2 separate regions of the Sus scrofa genome follow, and region 2 is linked to region 1. Evidence: chromatin contacts called from public HiChIP or PLAC-seq data. All regions are on one chromosome and are shown on one strand. Each heading gives the region's core, a stretch centred on a gene start, on an enhancer-like site or on the middle of the called end of the contact. The rest is flanking DNA. Distances are from core to core; before and after follow the strand shown. Region 1 overlaps DST (dystonin). Region 2 overlaps DST (dystonin).

Evidence for each region. HiChIP or PLAC-seq counts read pairs in DNA pulled down with a chosen protein or histone mark.
Region 2: a contact with region 1 is called in an H3K27ac HiChIP or PLAC-seq map of skeletal muscle. The contact joins two enhancer-like sites. A contact is called at or near these places in 11 of 47 Hi-C or Micro-C datasets (embryonic fibroblasts, fetal heart ventricle, fetal skeletal muscle and 4 more) and 1 of 2 datasets of contacts at active chromatin or transcription factors (skeletal muscle).

Annotation. Positions count from the first base shown.
Region 1 is chr7:28,923,670-28,929,061 of Sscrofa11.1, forward strand. All of the region lies in intron 4 of DST (dystonin), which reads left to right. Among named protein-coding and RNA genes, the nearest start is that of DST, 110 kb to the left of the region's middle. Within about 2 kb of position 2,437, at least 3 of the 83 cell types and tissues checked have an H3K27ac peak or open chromatin away from gene starts, as enhancers often do. A contact at or near this core is called in skeletal muscle, where this site is marked.
Region 2 is chr7:29,040,880-29,045,662 of Sscrofa11.1, forward strand. All of the region lies in intron 5 of DST (dystonin), which reads left to right. Among named protein-coding and RNA genes, the nearest start is that of DST, 230 kb to the left of the region's middle. Within about 2 kb of position 2,617, at least 24 of the 83 cell types and tissues checked have an H3K27ac peak or open chromatin away from gene starts, as enhancers often do. A contact at or near this core is called in skeletal muscle, where this site is marked.

The sequences.
Region 1 (5,392 bases), core at 1,187-3,686:
GTCAATATAAGAAAACTAACATACACACTGTTTCTATAATTATTATATGTTATTATATTATTAACATTAATTGGCTATCATTATAACCTGAAATTCTGCTGTCTGAGCCTATCATTGTAAGATTTTGTTTTCTCAACGCATTCTTTCTTGTTTTTAAAAAATTTTAATTTAATTAATTTATTTATTTTTGGCCACACCCACGGCCATCCCAGAAGTTTCTGGGCCAGGGATCAAACCCACACCACAGCAGTGCAGCGACCTGAGCCGCAGCAGTGACAACACCAGAACTCCTCAATACATTGTTACTTTAAAAAATTGGGGGAGTTCCCGTCATGGCGCAGTGGTTAACGAATCCGACTAGGAAACATGAGATTGCGGATTTGATCCCTGCCCTTGCTCAGTGGGTTAAGGATCCAACGTTGCCGTGAGCTGTAGTGTAGGTCGCAGAGGTGGCTCGGATCCTGAGTTTCTGTGGCTCTGGCATAGGCTGGCGGCTATGGCTCCGATTCGACCCCTAGCCTGGGAACCTCCATATGCCGCAGGAGCAGCCCTAGAAAAGGCAAAAAAAAAAAAAAGACAAAAAAAAAATTGATGTTGTAATTCCCTGGTGGTTCAGTGAGTTAAGGATCACTGTAGCCCCTACCAAAATACTGATGGCGTTTCTCATAGAAGTAGAAAAAATACTTAAAAAATTTGTATGGAAACAGAAAAGCATTGTCACTGCGGTGATGAGGGATCGATGCCTGGCCCAGGAACTTCTGCATGCTGTGGGTGTGTAGCCAAAAAAAGAAAAGGAAAGAGAGTATTAAAAAAATAAAATTGATGATGTTAAGTGTGAAAATGAGATCACTAATGTGAACCCAAGAAATTCTGTTCTATACATTTTAGACTTAATTGACAAGGAAGGGATGTTATTTTGGTCCAAGAGAATGGGTATTTTTCCAGTGATCTGGAAATGTATTGGTTATCCCCAGACAACTGTAAAAAGTGTTTCATTATTATTCTTTATGAAAGCTGAGTGGCAGATTTCTTATTTATCAATAACTGCATATATATGTATATATGACTAAGAACCCTCTTCAGTTAAGAAAAAAGGCATCATGTTCGGTTTTCCACGGAAACGCTGAGTAAATGCTTTTTCTCCTCTCATCAGGACAGTGTGATTCTACTCATGGGCTTGGTGACAGAAGGAAATGAGAACTGTTCCAGCCGTAGTGGTCATTTTCAGTTCAGTTTTATGGCCTACTGGTGTATATGTGAATGGTCAAAATCTTGCCTTTTTGCTGTGTAAACTAACCTTGATGCCAGTTGAATTGAAAGCTGGAGTGTAAAGGTTTCTGGGAACTTTGTCCCTTTGGTACGGAGTGGTTTTCAGCTGGCTTTGAGATTCTGCAGAAACTTGATTTCAGGTTTCATCTGCTCATGTGGCTTCATGGTCAGTTGTATAACAAGTGACCTTTAACTGGGCTCCATCGTGATAGTGTTACATTGTAGCTAGTTATAACAACATTGGTCTGGGCTTTCTCTTTGCTCTTAAAAAATGAAATAGGCTTAATCCGGTAATGAGTGTTAGTTAAGATTGTGTTGGGCTGTTTGGAGCCGAAAACAGATGATGTCCTATCCCTCATTACCCGAAATCATCATTAAGCCAGAAGAGTAAGCATCTTCACATCGCTCCAGTAAAAAGTGTGCTTTTTTTTCCTTGGGGACTGAGAGGCCCCAGCTAGGACGGCCAGGCTGTAGGGCACCTCAATTTGGCGGTAGGATCCAGACTCCTATTATTTCTTCTCTGCCACTTGTGGTACATCATATGGTCATTCTCTCATTACAAGATGGCTGCTGCTCTTCCACCCTTTGCATTTCATTTCCACACGGGAAGAAGAGGAAGTGCAAGGACAAAGATCCAAAGATGCAGACTGGTTGATTCTGCCTCCTTTTGAAGAGCTTTTTTTAGAAGCCCACTGAGCACTTTTAGCTTATATTTCACTGGCCAAAACTGTTACAGGGGCCACTGCTGTCTGCAAGGTAGACTAGGAAAATACATACATTTCAGCTGGCCTCATTTAGTTCCTGAACAGAATTGAAGTTCTGTTGGTAAAGAATAAGGAGAGAATTGGAGTTCCTGTCGTGGCTCAGTGGTTAACGAATCCATCTAGGAACCATGAGGTTGCGGGTTCGATCCCTGGCCTTGCTCAGTGGGTTAAGGATACAGCATTGCCGTGAGCTGTGGTGTAGGTTGCAGACGCAGCTCGGATCCCGAGTTGCTGTGGCTGTGGTGTAGGCCGGCAGCTACAGCTCCGATTGGACCCCTAGCCTGGAAACTTCCATATGCTGAAGGTGAAGCCCTAGAAAAGGCAAAAAGACCAAAAAAAAAAAAAAAAGAAGAAGAGAGAATGGATATTGCGTTTGCAACCGGCAATGTCTGTCCTGAAATTGGAAACCTAAAGTCTGGACACGTTAATAACCATAACACGTATTTGACTTCACTGTAGTCGGAGAGAATAGCTGAGAGTCCAAGGATTTTCCAGATGACATAGTTGAGTATTTTATAGTGTTATTATTACATGGATTTGAAAAGTAATTGATACCAAATAATTAGGGTTTAAATTGACTGAGGAATTTGTTCATTGCCTTACAGCATAAGAAACACATATCAGTTCAGGAATGTCACCAGTTATTAGATACTCTTGGTGAATTTAACTTTGAACCCAAAATATCACACTCATGCTACTTTAGTCTTTGTCGTGTTGTTGTTGCTGTCCTGATTGAGCCTTGTACAGTTTTTCCAACAAGTTAGTCAACTCAGTTTAGTTAAGAATTTCAAAAAAAGCTGTATACTTTTTTCTTTACTTTTGTTAAATTCAGAAAAATTAAAACAAAATTTTTAGAGTTGAGGAAGACATTTTTATTTAGGAATAAAAATCAAAATGAGTGTCACCTTAATACAATAGGGTAGCCTATTTATCATATAAAATGTAAATAATGTTCCATAGCAGAAGTTCCTAAACAGGACAGTACATCAGAATCACCAGTGGAGACTAAAAATGCTTTTGCCCAGCCCTCAGCCAGTTCTAATTCAGAATCTTTTGAAGTGGGGCCTAGAGAGCTGTATTTTAAAACAAACTTTCTGATTTTTTTAAAAATTATTTTTATTAGAGTACCGTTGATTTACAGTGTGGTGTCAATTTCTTCTGTACAGTACACTGACCCCGACAAGCTATATGCTTTTTCAGACTTTTTATTGGAGTAATGTAAAGGTACTTGTTTTTCTGGCTTAATGATGATTTCAAGTAATAAGTGATTTGTAAGTCAAGGTGGTGAGAAGAACTCAATGTTCTAATGTTATTCTGCAGCCAGGCAGAGGCGTTTGTATGTTTCTGCCTTTGGGTCTAGGAGCCTGGGTCTTTGGGAGCTGGAGAGCTTGAACTGAGCCTGTTCATGAGACTGGGATTGGAAGAACTTTGAAAGTTGCAGAGGGGACACAAAAGATGGAATATCTGGGCTGTCCCATGTTCCTTTTTTTTTGATCATTAATATTCAGATTTTATTTCCTTTCTCTCAAGCTCTGATTTAAGTAAATGTTATATAACTCATTTAATCTTCACTATAACATTTTGAAATACTGTTATTATCCCGTATTTTACAGAGAGAAAATGAAGCAAAAAAAAAAAAAAAAGGTTAAACGTTTTTCTTTAATTCACAGAGTTGGAAAGTATCAAGGAAGACATAGTAGTTGTAAAAAAAAAAAAATCTCAAAATTGAAATAGCTAAGATTTCATGGAGGAAAACAGCACCAACAAGCTTCTTGTTTCTGTAATTTTTTTTTCCCCCAAAAAGTGGCACAAATCTTCCTAGTAAATCTTTTTTAGAAGAAAGACAAACCCTTTTAAACCCATGTCTAACAGAGGATTGGCGTTTTCTGGAATCCCAGTATCTAAGTTTGCTGGAACCTGACTAATTAAAAAATACATGTATATTGGAATATAGTTGACTGTTGACTGTGTTCTTTCCTGTTTTAGCTCCACAACTGAGTGTAAAAATGTATAAAACTCACTAAGGTTATTTGACTCCATAAGCCTGATGAATTGAGTGAGAAGCATTGTGGTTTTCAGCGTTTGGTATTTCACATGAATTAAAAAGCAACCCAGACGCTTCTGTTACCTGGGGCTCCTCTCTCTACAGTGACTTTCTTTTTGGGTATTCTAATAATCTAGGTTCATTTTATTTTGGGGGGCAATTTCTTTTTTAAAAAATTGCGTGGGAGTATGGTTGATTTCCAGTGTGGTGTTAGTTTACCACGGCTTTTGAAGAAGATCTGTGTCCATTTCTCAGCCCTTAGTAATTTATACAGATCTCATTCTGCTTACGACCGGAGGGGAATTTCAGGCAGCAGTCCGTTTGCTGAACTGTGTCATTATTTCTGTAAGTGATCAAATAAGGCTTTTTACAATTTATATATTTGTTTATCCCTTTAATACAATTTTCTCAGCTATGTTTTCCACCCTACTTTCTCCTCTCTTAGAAGAGGGAGCAAACAGTTCTGCTTGGGTTGGGTGTTGGGAAAAGCTGTGTCCTGACAGTCAAATAGGATTTTACCCCCGGAAAGGGTGCGGGTACCAGGAGGGGAAACCTCAGGACAGCTGCACTTCTTGTACAGCCACAGAACCTTCTTTGAAACTTTGGCTGAAGTGCATGATCAGTTTTAGACTTTAGCGAACGTTAGGGCTGGGCTGAGGGTCTGGGAAGATGGATGTGGGCTCCGTGGACCAGACTGAAAAGAGCCTGGGGGGCCGCGGCTCGCACCAACTTTGGGGAGTCTTCTCTAGGCAGGGAGGGGAACTCTCATGGCTCCTGGCAGGATGTTACCAGTGGGATCGGCCTCAGGAGGATAACTGCTAGCAGTGTGGAGGGCTGAGTCGGGAGTGCGGCTCAGGAAACCAGGAGACAGAGCAGGGGGCCAGGGCACAGGGAGAGGCGAGGGATGGAAGGGAGGCTGGTCCCAGAAAAACCTCGGGAATGGACAGCACAGCAGACAGGTCATCTCTGTGGGTGGCGTCTGAAAAGGATGCAACAGCTTCTCTGTTGAATTTCTGGTTCAAGAAACCAGGAGTGTTTCCTTTTTAATTTGTAAACAATCCGTAGTCTGTGGTCATTAAAAAATACGGTATTGAAACAGCTTATTTTCTTTTTTAAAAAATTGAGGTAGGAGTTCCTGTCATGGTGCAGTGGTTAACGAATCTGACTAGGAACCATGAGGTTGCAGGTTCGATCCCTGCCCTTGCTCAGTGGATTAAGGATCTGGCATTGCCGTGAGCTGTGGTGTGGGTCACAGACGTGGCTTGGATCCTACATTGCTGTGGCTCTGGTGTAGGCTGGTGGCTATGGATCCAAT
Region 2 (4,783 bases), core at 1,367-3,866, 120 kb after region 1:
CCCACTGGCTTGAAGAGCGACTTTTTGGAGAGGTGTTGGGCACACCATAAAATTCGCTTGTTTGAAGTGCCCGAAATTGGATGGTTTTTAGCACCTTTACAGAATGGGACAGTCCCCACCAGTCTGATTTTAAAGCACTCCCATGGCCCTACAAAGAAACCTTGTCCCCTCTGCTCTCTTCTCCCCACTCCCCTGAGCCCTAGGGAATCATGGCTCGATCGTCTATCTCAGTAGACTTGTCTTTTCTGGGTATTTCACATACATAGAATCATATGGTTTTTGGTTTTTTGTTTTGATTCTGGCTTCTCCCGCTCAGCATAGTTTTTTTGTGTGTTCCGCTGAGTGGCAGCATGTATTCCTTCCTCTTTATTGTCCATGCATTTATCACAGTTGGCTTTTCCACTTAACAGTTGATGGGCATCTTTTGGCTGTTATGGAAATGCTGCTATAAATGCAAACGTGTAGGTCTTTGTAGGGACATATATTTTCATTTATTTTGGGTACACATCCAGGAGTGGGATTGTTGGGTGATTTGGTAAATCTAGGTCGACCGTGTAAGAAACTACCACACTATTTTCCAAAGTGGTTGCACCGTGTTGAATTTCCACTAGGGTGACGTGGGGGCGGGGGTGGGGGGCTGTCGAGGGCAGGGGGAGGGTCCAGTTTCTCTGAATTCTTGTGGACACTTAGAGTCTTTTTTATTTTAGCTGTCCTGGGGGGTGTGAAATGCTGTCTCATTGTGGTCTTGCTTTGTGTTTCTCTAACAACTACTGACGTTGAGCCTCTTTTCATGTACTTTTTGGCCATTTGTGTATCTTCTCTGGTGAAATATAGATTCAGATCTTTGCCTATTTTTTAATTTTTAAAAATTCTTTATTTAAAAATTTTTTTTTGCCTTTTGTCTTTTCAGGGCTGCACCCGTGGCATATGGAGGTTCCTAGGCTAGGGATCCAATGAGAGCTACAGCTGCCGGCCTGTGCCAGAGCCACAGCAACACCAGGTCTCAGCCGTGTCTGCGACCTGCATCACAGCTTACGGCAACGCTGGATCTTTAACCCACTGAACGAGGCCAGAGATCGAACCCGCAACTTCATGGTTCCTAGTCAGATTTGTTTCTGCTGTGCCACGATGGGAACTCCTATTTTTTAAATTGGGTTATGCACCCTCTTATTTGGGGGTTTTCTTTTTATTTATCACATACACTTTTGGTGTCATGTATTAGATGTCTTTACCCAAACCAAGGTCACAAAGATTGACTCTCATGCTTTCATCTAGCAGTTGTGTAGTTTGTATAGTTGTAGCTCTCTATTTGGGTCTCACATCTAGTTTGAGGACAAGGTTGAAATGAATCCTTTTGTATGTGGCTATTGCTTTCTCAGGCTCATCTTTTGAAAAGATGCAACACTGAATTGCTTTTGTTTGTCTTTCAAAAACCATTTGTGGAGTTCCCATCATGGCTCAGTGGTTAACAAGTCCCGACTAGGAACCATGAGATTTCGGGTTCTATCCCTGGCCTCGCTCAGTGGGTTAAGGATCCGGCATTGCCATGAGCTGTAGTGTAGGTTGCAGACGCAGCTCGGATCCCGCATTGCTGTGGCCCTGGCATAGGCCGGCAGCTACACCTGTGATTACACCCCTTGCCTGGGAATCTCCATGTGCTGCAGGTGCGGTCCTAGAAAAAGACAAAAAAAAAACCCAGAGCACCATTTGTCTATACATGTCTGAGTGTGTTTCTGGTCTCTCTCTCTGTTCCACTGGGGAACAGAAAAACGTCTATTTTTATCAAAAATATTTTTAAAAAGATTCTTTAAGTCTTAAAATTTGATTTACCTGAATACCATTTTGTCAGTCCTTTATCAGACCAGTTTCGATGGGTGAGGGGGAACAGGGCAGCCTTGGCCTTCAGCAGTGGACGTTGCCCTCTGTGTTAGTCATTCAGCAGTGTTTATTTAGCTCCAACTGTGTGACAGGACACAGTGCCAGGTACTCACTCTCACAGATGCCCTAGTGGCCCTGGAGCCAAAGACAAACCCCTGGCTTGGAAGTGGTGGGATGGAGCTCATCGGTCCATCTCCTGAGTGTCTCTTTTTTCTCCATCCCTGGGGAGGCCCCCAGGGCCCATAGCCAAGGGCACGGCTCAGGTCACAGGCAAAGCACAGATGACTAATCTTTTATTTATTGAATACAGCTTCTTTGTCTATTGTATGAAAGGCACTGAGTGAACATGAGGCATTTACAGGAGGGCCTAAGACACGGTCCTGTCTGTTCGAGGGGCTTGTACTTACGTATGTCATGTACATAAAACCGTTCTTTAAGGAGAATGGTGATCAGTGTCCTGGTATAAACCATGGAATAGGGGAGTGCAGCAGAGGGAAGCCTTTCACGGTTTGGGTGACACTGGAACTTGACCTTGAAGGAAAAGTAAGGATCAGTAGCTGGAGGAGGAGTGGGGACAGAACAGCATTTGGGGGGAGTTCCTGTTGTGGCTCAGGGGGTTAAACGCTGACTAGTATCCATGAGGACGCTGTTTTGATACCTGCCCTTGTGCAGTGGGTTAAGGAACCGGCATTGCCGTGAGCTGTGGCTTAGGTCACAGAGGCAGCTTGGATTCCAAGTTGCTGTGGCTGTGGTGTAGGCCAGCAGCTGTAGCTATGACTCAGCCCTTAGCCTGGGAACTTCCATATGCTGCAGGTTTGACACTAAAGTGAAAAAAAAAAGCAGAGGATTTCCGTGAGTACAAGTAGGGAACTTGTACTTGACTGGGGCGGGGGGGTCGGGGGGTTGCAAATGTGACCTCCAGGATTCAGCCGGACTCGTTTCAGATTCCCTAAGCCCTTGGGGTTGGGACAGCTCTCCTGTTAGGGCACTGGGCCAATTTACCCCCAGCTGTGTCTTGGGTCCACCTTTGGAAATGTAGCCCCTGTCCAGCTAGGTGGTCCTGGCTCAAGCCTCCTCTTGTTTAAAAGACGGGGCTTGAGGGAAGATAACCTCCACTACGATTTTCGGTTTTATTTTATTTTTTTAATTGGCTGCATCTGCAGCATATGGACATTCCCAGGCTAGGGGATCGGGTCTGTGCCACAGCAATGCGGCATCCGAACCCCACTGCCCACTGAGCAAGGCCAGGGATCGAATCCGCATCCTCGTGGATACTAGCTGAGCCGCAAGGGAACTCCAAGATTTTAGGCTTTCGTATGCGACCTCAATTCGCACGCCCTCTGATTCTGGCCGGGAACACCCAGGCTGGCTGTTGGGGCTCTTTGCTCCACGGATCTCTGTGGAATGGATTGGGATCTGGAAATCCGGCAAAACCAGAATGCCATTTTGCAGGTGATCACTTGAAGGAATTGGTGGCGTCTTTGGAATTTTTTGTCTTCCCACCGAAGGGACAATTCCATGGCAGAGATTTAATCTTTAACGACCGCGTGTAGAACATTTGTCGATTTTGTTTTCCGTGAGGTTGTTAACGGAATGAAGCCATGTTTATGATCCCATCCCAGCCGAGCCACTCCCTCCCTCGAGGTGTTTATTTTGGAAACTAGATGTCCTGGTTCTGGGGGCTTGGAGTTTCATCGGGTTTAAGGAACCGTTTGAGCAGGAAGAGGTTTGAAGCGCTGGCCTGGGTGGGAGCCAAGGGCAGCGGAATCACGTCATCTGGGGGTGTCGTTAAAAATAGATCCCGTGTTCACCCCCTGCGACAGTTGTCTTGATTGCAGTCCCGGATTGCGTCCAAGCTTTCCTGCGGAGGATGCCCCAGTTGTTCTCGGTGGTGTGCTTGTTAGGACTTGGGGGGACGAGCGTGTGTGTAAAGAGTGCATTCGCTGCGTATGAAGTTTCAGCTGTTGTCACGGCCTCAGAAGTATAAACTATACTCCCCAGAGACCCTTAGTGTTTCCAGTCCTGGGGACTCAAAGAGGGATGAAGCACCACTTGTGTGTCCCCACCTGCCCCCCAGCCCAACCAAAGAGCCCCCTCCCCCTCCCCTGAGGGGTCTCACTCAGTGTCCAGGACGGGACAGGGAAAGGGCTGGTGTTGGTGTGACCAGAAGACAGCCCTGCCGGCTGGCTCCCCCCGAGCCCTCCCCACAGCACCTGCCTGCCCACCCATTCCCTCCCAGCCTGAAGCCTGACTCTCAGCCTCATTGTCACCCTTCCAGCAAGTGGAAGGGCTCAGTTAGTTGTTTGCTTTCTTGTGTGCCCTGAGATTGGAATTATTTTTGCTCTAAACAGCTCTGTTGCAAAAGGTGTTTTTTAAATTGAAGTATACTTGATTTACAGTGTTGTGTTAATTTCTGTTGTACATCAAAGTGACTCAGTCATGTAGAAACACACACACACACACACACACACATATACACACAACTCCCTGAGCAAGGCCAGGTATCGAATCTGCATCCTCATGGATGCTAGTCGGGTTCTTGACCTGCTGAGCCACAATGAGACGCCTCTATTTTTACTGATTTTTATTTTCAAACATTTAATTGGAGTGTAGTTGATTTACGATGTTGGATTAGTTGCAGGTGTACTGCAAACTGAACCTGTTACACGTATATACATGTCCCTTCTTTTACAGATTGTTTTCTCATCTAGGTCTCTACAGAGAATGGCCCTGTGCTCACAGCAGGTCCTTGCTGGTTATCTGTTTTATATATAGGAGTGTGTATATGTTAATCCCAAACTCCTAATCCCCCTACCCCGTGATATCCTTGTTAAAGTGGCAGGTGCAGTCACGCCACATGCCCGGCCACCTTCCCCCCTCTGGGTCCCCCACCCCAGTCTCTTGG